3 separate regions of the Mus musculus genome follow, and all the other regions are linked to region 3. The links are chromatin contacts, called in public promoter capture Hi-C maps. All regions are on one chromosome and are shown on one strand. Each heading gives the region's core, a stretch centred on a gene start, on an enhancer-like site or on the middle of the called end of the contact. The rest is flanking DNA. Distances are from core to core; before and after follow the strand shown.

Region 1 (2,935 bases), core at 269-2,768, 490 kb after region 3:
TTTTCGAGACAGGGTTTCTCTGTGTAGCCCTGGCTGTCCTGGAACTCACTTTATAGACCAGGCTGGCCTCGAACTCAGAAATCCGACTGCCTCTGCCCCTCGAGTGCTGGGATTAAAGGCATGCACTACCACGCCTGGCTTGAGCATGGCAATTTTAAATTCTGAATTTCCTTCACTGGATTGTGTGACTGTGACTGGTTTATAAAAACGAAGAAATAGGCGCAACTGGTCTTTCTCACTGGGTAGTGTAGACTGCACAGTAGTAAGCACAAATACAATATATCATAATAAGAAGAGTCAATTCTCAGGCAAAGGACCGTCTCCATTGAAAACACAAGAATGGCTAGTTACGTAATGGGAAGTGGGAAGGGGAGACTTTCAGGGGAAAACAAGTGGACACATGGGAAGTAAAAGGAGGCACAGTGTGGTGGGGAAACTGAAATTTGTGTCTGAGGTGCAGGAAATGAGGTCCAAGACGCAAGATAGGATTTGAGGTAGGCAGCACCCAGATGCTGGCGTTTGGAAATTCTCCATTTGGTTTGGGGCCATTGTACTGAAGGCAACAGAACGCCTTTGAATATTTTACACAGAATTCTGACTTGATCGAGTCTGGTTTTGTTAAAGATCACTTTGCTGGGCTCTGTGAAGGATGTCTTGTAGAGAAATTAAGCACTGGGGCATGTTAAATGAGTGTGGAGTTCTGGAATGGGTGTCATTCGTCGAACAGAATGGAAGTGAAGATAGAGGAATATGGATGATCACGTGTTAAAGAAAGTAGACTTCGGCCGGGCGTGGTGGTGCACGCCTTTAATCCCAGCACTTGGGAGGCAGAGGCAGGCAGATTTCTGAGTTCCAGGACAGCCAGGGCTACACAGAGAAACCCTGTCTCGAAAAAACCAAAAAAAAAAAAAAAAAAAGAAAAAAGAAAAAAAAAAAAAGTAGACTCCGGGGCTGGTGTGTGTGTGTCTGTTGGTAGAGCATTTGTCTAGCAAGCAGAAACCCTTGAATGAATCCCCCAGTATCCCTTAAACTTGGTGAGGTGGCGCACTTAGGCAGGTGGGTCTCTGTGAGTCCAAGGTCAACCTGGGGTACGGTACATAAAACAGAGAAGACTTAAGAAAATCAAAGATGAAGGTGGTGCCCCAGTGTAGGCGAACTACCTAGACAACTAACCGAACTACAAACACCGTGAGGAAGATGACAGACAAGGCCGGCCAAACTAGGCGCATGCCCAGTGGGTGGTCGGCGCGAGTTTGCGCAGTAGTGGGAATTCAAGCCTCAAAGCTTCCCGCCTGCGCACAGTCGGGAGCAGGCCCAACCCACTTTTGAAGGTGACGCGAACTTCAGCCACATCCGGTCGTCCCTCACTCTCCCCCTTGGGACTCGGAGCCCTCTCCGGGACGATTCCCGCCTCTTCCGTGTTTTGGTGCGCACGGGCTCTGACAGACGCAGCGGCCATTGGCTGTCGGTCGACTCGAGAGCGGCGATTGGCTGTCGCTGGTCGTCGCTCAAACGCCTCGGGGTAGATGGTGTGAGGTGGGTGGGGCGCTGGGCAAACCAGCGGCGCTGGCAGGTGAGTGGAGGCTTGCGGCTCCCGTACCTTGGCGGCTAAAGCGGCTCTCTCCGGAGCCTGCGGAAGGCCGGGCTTCCTGGAGCCGCTCGGTGTGGCGTCCGTGCCGGCCCTTAGCCTCCGCGCCCTCGGGCTAGGGGGTCTCTGCGGCTGGACTCCCTCGGCACCACGCTTGACGCCGGGGATCCCGGGAAGCTCTCCCGGATGGGCTACTTCCTCTGAGTTCTAGCTACCTATCCTCCGGCCTCAGCGCCCAGGCGAGGCTGCCCACCGGCCTTTTCGTGTCCCGATCTCCCTGGTCCTGCGCCTTGGATTGGTTGCGGGGTTCAGCCGTCAGATCCTGGTCTGTGAGTCCTTGTTTAGGACCTGGGCCTTTCTTCTGGATTGTGGCTCAGAGTTCATTGGTGCCTGGCGATAGAGTATATACTCTCCTGATAATTGTTGATGGGATGGTTTTGTACTTTGACTAGTGATGAAATGTCAGGTAAGGATCCTGGGGGGGTTGGATGCTTCTCCATCCCCTAATTAACACTCAGAAACAAGGCTAGATGTAGCAAACCCTTAGTGAGCCTCAGTAGTGCATTAGGCCCATATGGCTTAAGTAATTTAAGATCACAAAACTAAGGAGTTTCGTTTTATTTTCCTTCTCCATCCTTCTGACTTCCTCTTCAGACAGATACACCCTTAGACATAATGTGATGTCCGTGGTGGCTTTCTTTTTTGTGAGACCATCTTAACTTTGTGGCTCTGGCTGTCCTGAAATTCTCAAGAGATCCTGTCTCAAAGACTGGCAACGCCACCCTGTTCCCCACCACTTGATTAGTGGTGTGAGCATATGTGAGTGAATGGTGGTGGTGGGGTTCCTGGGGTCATATTCAGGTTGTCAGGCTAGTGTGACAAGAGCTGCTTTCCCCCACTGAGCCATCTCACTTCTGCAGAATTGTCCCTTTAATGTCCCTCCTAGAAATTTTGCATCAACCTTTCACTTTGTTCTCGTTCTTTTAAACTACATACTTATTATATACTTTTGTTTTGTTTTGTTTTTAGAGACAGGGTTTGTCTGTGTAGCCCTGGCTGTCCTGGAACTCACTTTGTAGACCAGGCTAGCCTTAAACTCAGAAATCCGCCTGCCTCTGCCTCCCGAGTGCTGGGATTAAAGGCGTGCACCACCACGCCCAGCTTATTATATTCTTAAAAATGTTTAGTAAAGTATAGACACTGGAGTGTAAACAGGGCTCCTTCAGTCAAATGGAATCTACATTTTAACGTTAAAGGAGTAGTGGGATCTAGTATTGTGTGGGCAAAGCAAAGACAAATTATGGTATTGAATGCCTGACGGAAAATTTAACGTAATCCAGTAAGGAG
Region 2 (3,095 bases), core at 413-2,912, 320 kb before region 3:
GAGACAGTCTCCAGTCTCCCATGGGAGCAGTGATGCTGAAGTGGCGCTCGGGGTAGGTAGGGTCTCGCCCATGGTTATAGAGTAAAACACAAAGCTAGTTTTAAACTTGGGTCCAGTTCCGAAAGACGAAAGATGTTAGATCTTTATCTTGCAGGTTACCAGGATTGCTTCATGTCTCTGTTATCCCTGTGGGCCCTATACCCAGCATGAGAGGGAGGGGGGATATACCACCCAGCACAGTGAGAAAGGACACAGAAGGTGGGACAGAGAGACAGAGACCAGCATAGAGACAGAAAGAGAGACAACAGAGAGACAGACAGATTGAGAGAGCTTATAGTGGGACCTAATCTCACCTAAGATCCTTAAACTTGACCCTCAGGCACTACAGAGAGAATTTTAAGAGTGAGAGTAAAACTGTCCACAAGGCAGGTTTAGAGCCCAGCATGGTGGCACTTGTCTGTAATCCCATCACCCAGGAAGAGAAAGAGACAGGAGAATCACTGAAAGTTCGAGATCAGCCAAGACTACAAAGTGAGACCTTATGGGTTGTGGGGTGGGGTAGAGTCGGGAAGCAGGCCTACAAATAGCCTCCTAACATACCTGCCTAGTACGAGGTCTCTAGGTGTTCAGCTATGAAATTGGCTTTGGGACCTTACGACAGGGTGGTCTGCAAGGTTGGGCTGGACCACGGAGACTGGTTTTAAAGGAACTCTCCCTAGGTTCCACTTACAGTTTGCTCCTTTTCCCAGGATCCTGGGCACCTGACCTCATCCATTCCATCTGGTTCACACCAGGGGTGCCTGCCTCGGTAGCAGCTACTCTGGTGCCTCTCCTGCCAACCCGGAGCTGGTCCTTAAGCCTGATACCCACCTCCTCCCACACGCATCCCAACAAATTGGTGGGATAGGCTCAACTCTCTGCCCCCAACTCTCGAGAACGCGATCTCCTTTAAATCCACCAGATCCCAGGGAACGGGCTCACAAATGAGACTTTTAAAGAAGCCAGCAACTCCTATGAGATCTCTTGGGAAGTAACTGAAAATGAAAACATGATGATGATGGTGGTGGTGGTGGTGGTGGTGGTGGTGGTGGTGGTGGTGGTGGTGGTGAAGAGAAAAATCCCTGAAGAGACCGCAGAGCAGCCTAGCTCTGCCCCACCCCCACATGGGTCCACTTCAGGGAAATCTACAGGATGAACCACCTCTTGATAAATTTGACCATTTTCATCCCCGAGCAACACTCACCCTCTAGTCAACATTTCTGGGAAGGAGAAGCCCAGCATCCGGCAGTCCCAGCTGTCCCAGATCCCCAGCACGCCCCTTCCCAAGGACACAGAGGGAAGCGGCTCACACTCCTTCCCTCTTGCCCCCTCCCCCGCCCCCTCCTCTTTCCGCTGCAGCTGCACTTCTGACCCTTAGGAGCATGCAGATGTGGTTCTAACTTACCCAAAGAGAAAAACAGACTGAGCCCCGTGAGACTGAAGGCAGGGCGAGGTAGCCAGGCATCCCTGTGCATTTTCAGAGACTGTGACGTTAGGCGGGTGGGCTGTGGGAAAGGGTGATTGAGGGACCAAGGACCACAAGGTAGGAATGGTTAAATGCTAAAAAAGAAAATGCACGGATGTACTTCAAAGACATATGCAACATTGAGGAAGCTTTATTTCCATCTCTCTAATATGGCCGACTTGTATGTGGCTGCTAAAAAGAGAGGGGGGTGGTGTATAAGGGAAAGGAAGAAAAAAAAGGGGATGGAGTAAATATTGTGGTTGGTGGATTTCAGAAAGCAGGTGGGAGGGCATAAAAAAGATATTCCTGGAAGAAATTAAGTTGCCAGAAAATTTAGCCTCTAAACTCAGAGCTCAATCAAATTTTGCCTTCCTACTGCATTTGAAATGATTTTTAGACTTTGAAAATTGTTAGAGAATTCTAGGTGAGGTGGCACGTGCCTGCAATCCTAGCACTAGGGAAACAGAGACAGGACTGCCTTGAACTCATAGCAGTCCAAAGCTAGCCTAGGCTCCAAAGCAAGACCCTTGCAAGAGAGGGGAGGAAGGAGGGGAGAGAAGGAGAGAGGGAGGGAAGGAGGGAGAGAAAGAAAAAAGGAAAAAGAGAAAGACTGTTAGAGCCATCTGTTTTTATCAAAGGGCTGTAAGGAAGTCCTTTTTATCATATGAATACGCCCCAAAGGCCTGTGAGTTGATTCCCTGGGGAAAGTGCTTGTGGCCACTGCCAAGCATGATGACCTGAGTTTGATCCCCGGGAACACACCTGGTCACCCAGCAGAAGGAGAGAACTGATCCCTGCAAGTTATGGTCTAACCTCAACACATTAGTGGCACCTGTATACTCATGCTACATGCTCTCTCTCTGTCTCTCTGTTTGTCTGTCTGTCTCTCTCTGTCTCTCCCCAACACACACACACACACACACACACACACACACGGGGAGGGGCAAGAGAATAGATAGATCATACATACGTACGTACGTACATACGTACGTACATAGATGTAAACACCCAGGAAAGAGTTGCCTTTTGTTGTTTGGGTTCAGCGAAGTGGGCAGGAGGCTCTTGGAAAGTAATGACTTCCTCATTGCTCTAGCATTTCCGCAGAATACAGAACTTGTCAGAGAAGGCTGATGCACAAATGCCTAAGAGACTTTTACAAGAGAATAGAGCATGGACCTCTGAGGGACCCGGATTCAAACAAATCAACAAGGAAAGGAACAGGTTTTGAGACAAGGGGAGCAGGGAGCGAATGTAAACTGGACGTTGATTATGTCAACAAATAACGTCTAATGCTGCCGGGTATCATAAAGATAGTGTCTGTGTTTTTAACACCCGTGGGTAATGTAGCTGATGGTCCCAGATGATTGGTGGTGCCTGGGGCACACTTCCCTTGGCTTTGGTGTATGTTTGAAACTTGTTATTTCGAAGGAGGGGAGAATACAGGTTGTCACAAGTAGAAGTTAGGAGAGAAGTGGCCCTAAGCAAAGAGGAGAACAGAGCCAAGCGTATCACAGGTCCTTAAACAGCAATCATTTATTTAGCTGTGCACATTTATCTGTCCACAGTGAGGAATCACAATTTGATCTTAACG
Region 3 (2,700 bases), core at 119-2,618:
CTACAGATGGAAAGCCTGGAGATGCAGAGGTAACTCCACTTGTAGAGGCTTGGATTCCTGCAGACTAGCTGTGAAGAGGGAAACTGAGCTGGTCCCAGAGCTGCTCAGTCTGCAGTCCCAACCTGGACCTCTGAGGGAAACTCAGCCTTTCTCCACGATGGTGCTGAGCAATGCAAGGGCCCTGGCAGCCTCTTTAGGAAACTGGAGACTATGAATAGAGGCAGGGTCCAAAGAAAGCAGCCCGTGGACCTAACAGAAACCCTAAGCTGGCTGCCTGAGGTTCCGGGATGAGTTCTGAAACTCAATCCAAGTACGTTCCTCTGAGAATCACGAAAATAAAACAGTGCAGCCAGCTCTGGCTCCACGACCTTCTTCCAATGAAATAAGATACAGAGTAATGAAGACCGTGGAGATAATGAAGGAGAAAAATGGGGAACGTGCCGCTTTCGTAGTCTGCATTGGAAAAGAGGAAACAGTTCTGTTAGCTAATGAGATTTCTTGAACTCTAGGGTTCAAAGTGGGCCACCAAACACACAGTAGGTGCTAGGCTCCACTTGTGTGAACTACGACTATTTGATAATTGATGGATTCACTAACACAGTGGCCAGATCCTCTAGAAAACATTCACGTTTGGGTGCATTAATGTTAGGACATACCAGGAACAAGGCCAAGGAGAGCCTTGGACTTTGATCTCAGCTCTGCCCGTGGGCGGCCCACAAGCCAATTGTAGCAACCCTTCATCTCGGGTTAGAAATAATCCCTCGTGGTTCAAAAGTCTGCTGCACGAAGGAGGGGATGGGCTGCTCTGCTCGGCAGGTGGGCGGGGGCTCGGTTGCCCACACCCGGCTGACCTGCGCCGCCCTCTCCCTGTCCGCCCGCAGGCGCCCTGGAGGACTTGGAGCGCGCGGTGACATTGAGCGGCGGCCGGGGTCGCGCCGCCCGCCAGAGCTTCGTGCAGAGCGGGCTACTGGCGAGATTTCAGGGCCGGGACGACGACGCCCGCAGGGACTTCGAGAAGGCTGCGCGACTGGGCAGCCCGTTCGCACGGCGCCAGCTAGTGCTGCTCAACCCGTACGCCGCGCTGTGCAACCGCATGCTGGCCGACATGATGGGGCAGCTGCGCGCGCCCAGCAACGGGCGCTGAGCGTGGCCGGCCGAATGATGGAGAGGGGGACCCTGACCCAACCAGGACCCAATAAAACTTCCGGGACTCTCGGACTGCGTCTGCTCTGTGTCCGCCTGCTTACTAACCAGCCTCACGGTGGAGGCCTTGGCGGGGGTAGGGAGGAGGCGGGACAGGGCGGGGCTGGAACGGCCACCTGCCCTTGCTCGGGCAGCGATTGGTCCTGCCTGGCGCGGGCCCCGCCCTTGCAGCGGACTGCGGTGCTCAGCCTTCTTGAGCAATTGCTGGGGCTCACTCTGGGAGGGAGCCAGGTGAGCTGACCCGAAAGCAGGATGCTCCAGCGACCCTCGGATCCGCGACGCTCTCTTGCTAGGCCCAAGTCCACCTGAGCAGCCGAGATTGGAAAAGCGGTGCATGGCGAGATATGGGAGGGAGAGCCAAGGCCAGCGAGGAGTGAACCGGGTCAAGAGAAGGACGATCGTTTGGGGGGGAAGGGGAAGGGCGCCTGTGCATGTCTGTCTGTCTGTCTGTCTGTCTGTGGTCATCTACTGTCAGTGCTGGCCTCTATGCCCGCACAGAGACGAAGTGTTGCCATAGGGTCTCTTCCTTTGGGTCTTGCTGATTGTGTCTATTTGTGCCGGTGTCTTGGCCACTGTGGGCCAGTCTACATCAGTGCATGGTAAATTATTGCAGGAATTGTTAGGCCTACATGGCTGGTACTCTTCTCTCAGCAGCCTGGAGGCCGGTCCCTGATCACCATGGAATTGCCTCTAAGCCAAGCTACCCTCCGGCACACACTGCTGCTCCTTCCTGCCCTCTTAAGTTCAGGTATACCCCAGTTCATCCTTTGGCCAAACCCTCCTTGCTTGCATCTCCTCTCACGATACCCACTCCAGTCTCCAGGGCTGGGTTCCCCTATCCCTACTTCCCTACCATAAGTCTATGCAGATCCTGGTCAGAGAAACCAGCTGCCCTGTCTCTTGGCCTGCTGCCTCTCTGTAACTGAACCTCACTGTGGTCTCTCCAAGTGCCTCCCAGCGGCTGCCTGCTGTGTTCCAGGTCAAGGGGAGCTGGCGCCGCAAATTGATGGTCAGACCTGGGCTGAGAGAGCGCTTAGGGAGAATGAGCACCATGCCTTCACCTGTCGGGTTGCAGGAGGTTCTGCCACTCCCCGATTAGCCTGGTACCTGGATGGACAGCTACAGGAGGCCACCACCTCCCGACTGCTGAGTGTGGGTGGGGACGCCTTCTCTGGAGGAACCAGCACTTTCACTGTTACTGCCCAGCGCTCCCAACATGAGCTTAACTGCTCCCTGCAGGACCCAGGGAGTGGCCGGCCAGCCAATGCCTCTGTCATCCTCAATGTGCAATGTAAGTATCCCTGAGACAGTCTTACTACATTGCCTAGGCTGGACTCAAACTTGCCAATCCCCTGCCTCGGCCTCTAGAGTGCTGAGATTACTCATACGCATGACACATTTAGCTTTAACAGGACATTCATAAACACGATATGAGAGAATTTCTATTTTCATCCCTATTTTACAAATGAGAAATTGAGGCACAAGTTAAGCAGCTGC

Evidence for each region. Promoter capture Hi-C pulls out the DNA fragments that hold promoters and counts their contacts.
Region 1: a promoter capture Hi-C map of neural stem cells shows a contact between it and region 3. The contact joins the promoter of Hinfp here to the promoter of Tmem25 in region 3. A contact is called at or near these places in 3 of 39 promoter capture datasets (cranial neural crest, liver and neural stem cells) and 1 of 9 other capture datasets (liver).
Region 2: a contact with region 3 is called in a promoter capture Hi-C map of pre-B cells, with 2.6 times the contacts expected there. The contact joins the promoter of Scn2b here to the promoter of Tmem25 in region 3. A contact is called at or near these places in 6 of 39 promoter capture datasets (the 3T3-L1 cell line, embryonic stem cells, hippocampal neurons and 2 more), 1 of 115 datasets of contacts at active chromatin or transcription factors (bone marrow-derived macrophages) and 1 of 9 other capture datasets (embryonic stem cells).

Annotation. Positions count from the first base shown.
Region 1 is chr9:44,304,254-44,307,188 of GRCm38.p6, reverse strand. Hinfp (histone H4 transcription factor) reads left to right here and starts at 1,518. Exons shown (of 10, transcript NM_172162.3): 1 at 1,518-1,573.
Region 2 is chr9:45,116,443-45,119,537 of GRCm38.p6, reverse strand. Scn2b (sodium channel, voltage-gated, type II, beta) reads right to left here and starts at 1,662. Exons shown (of 4, transcript NM_001014761.2): 1 at 1,445-1,662. The coding sequence starts at 1,514. The region is part of intron 1 of Gm10684 (predicted gene 10684); the gene reads left to right.
Region 3 is chr9:44,797,915-44,800,614 of GRCm38.p6, reverse strand. Tmem25 (transmembrane protein 25) reads left to right here and starts at 1,368. Exons shown (of 8, transcript NM_001357385.1): 1 at 1,368-1,951; 2 at 2,183-2,494. The coding sequence starts at 1,882. Ttc36 (tetratricopeptide repeat domain 36) reads left to right here. Exons shown (of 3, transcript NM_138951.1): 3 at 882-1,215. The coding sequence ends at 1,144.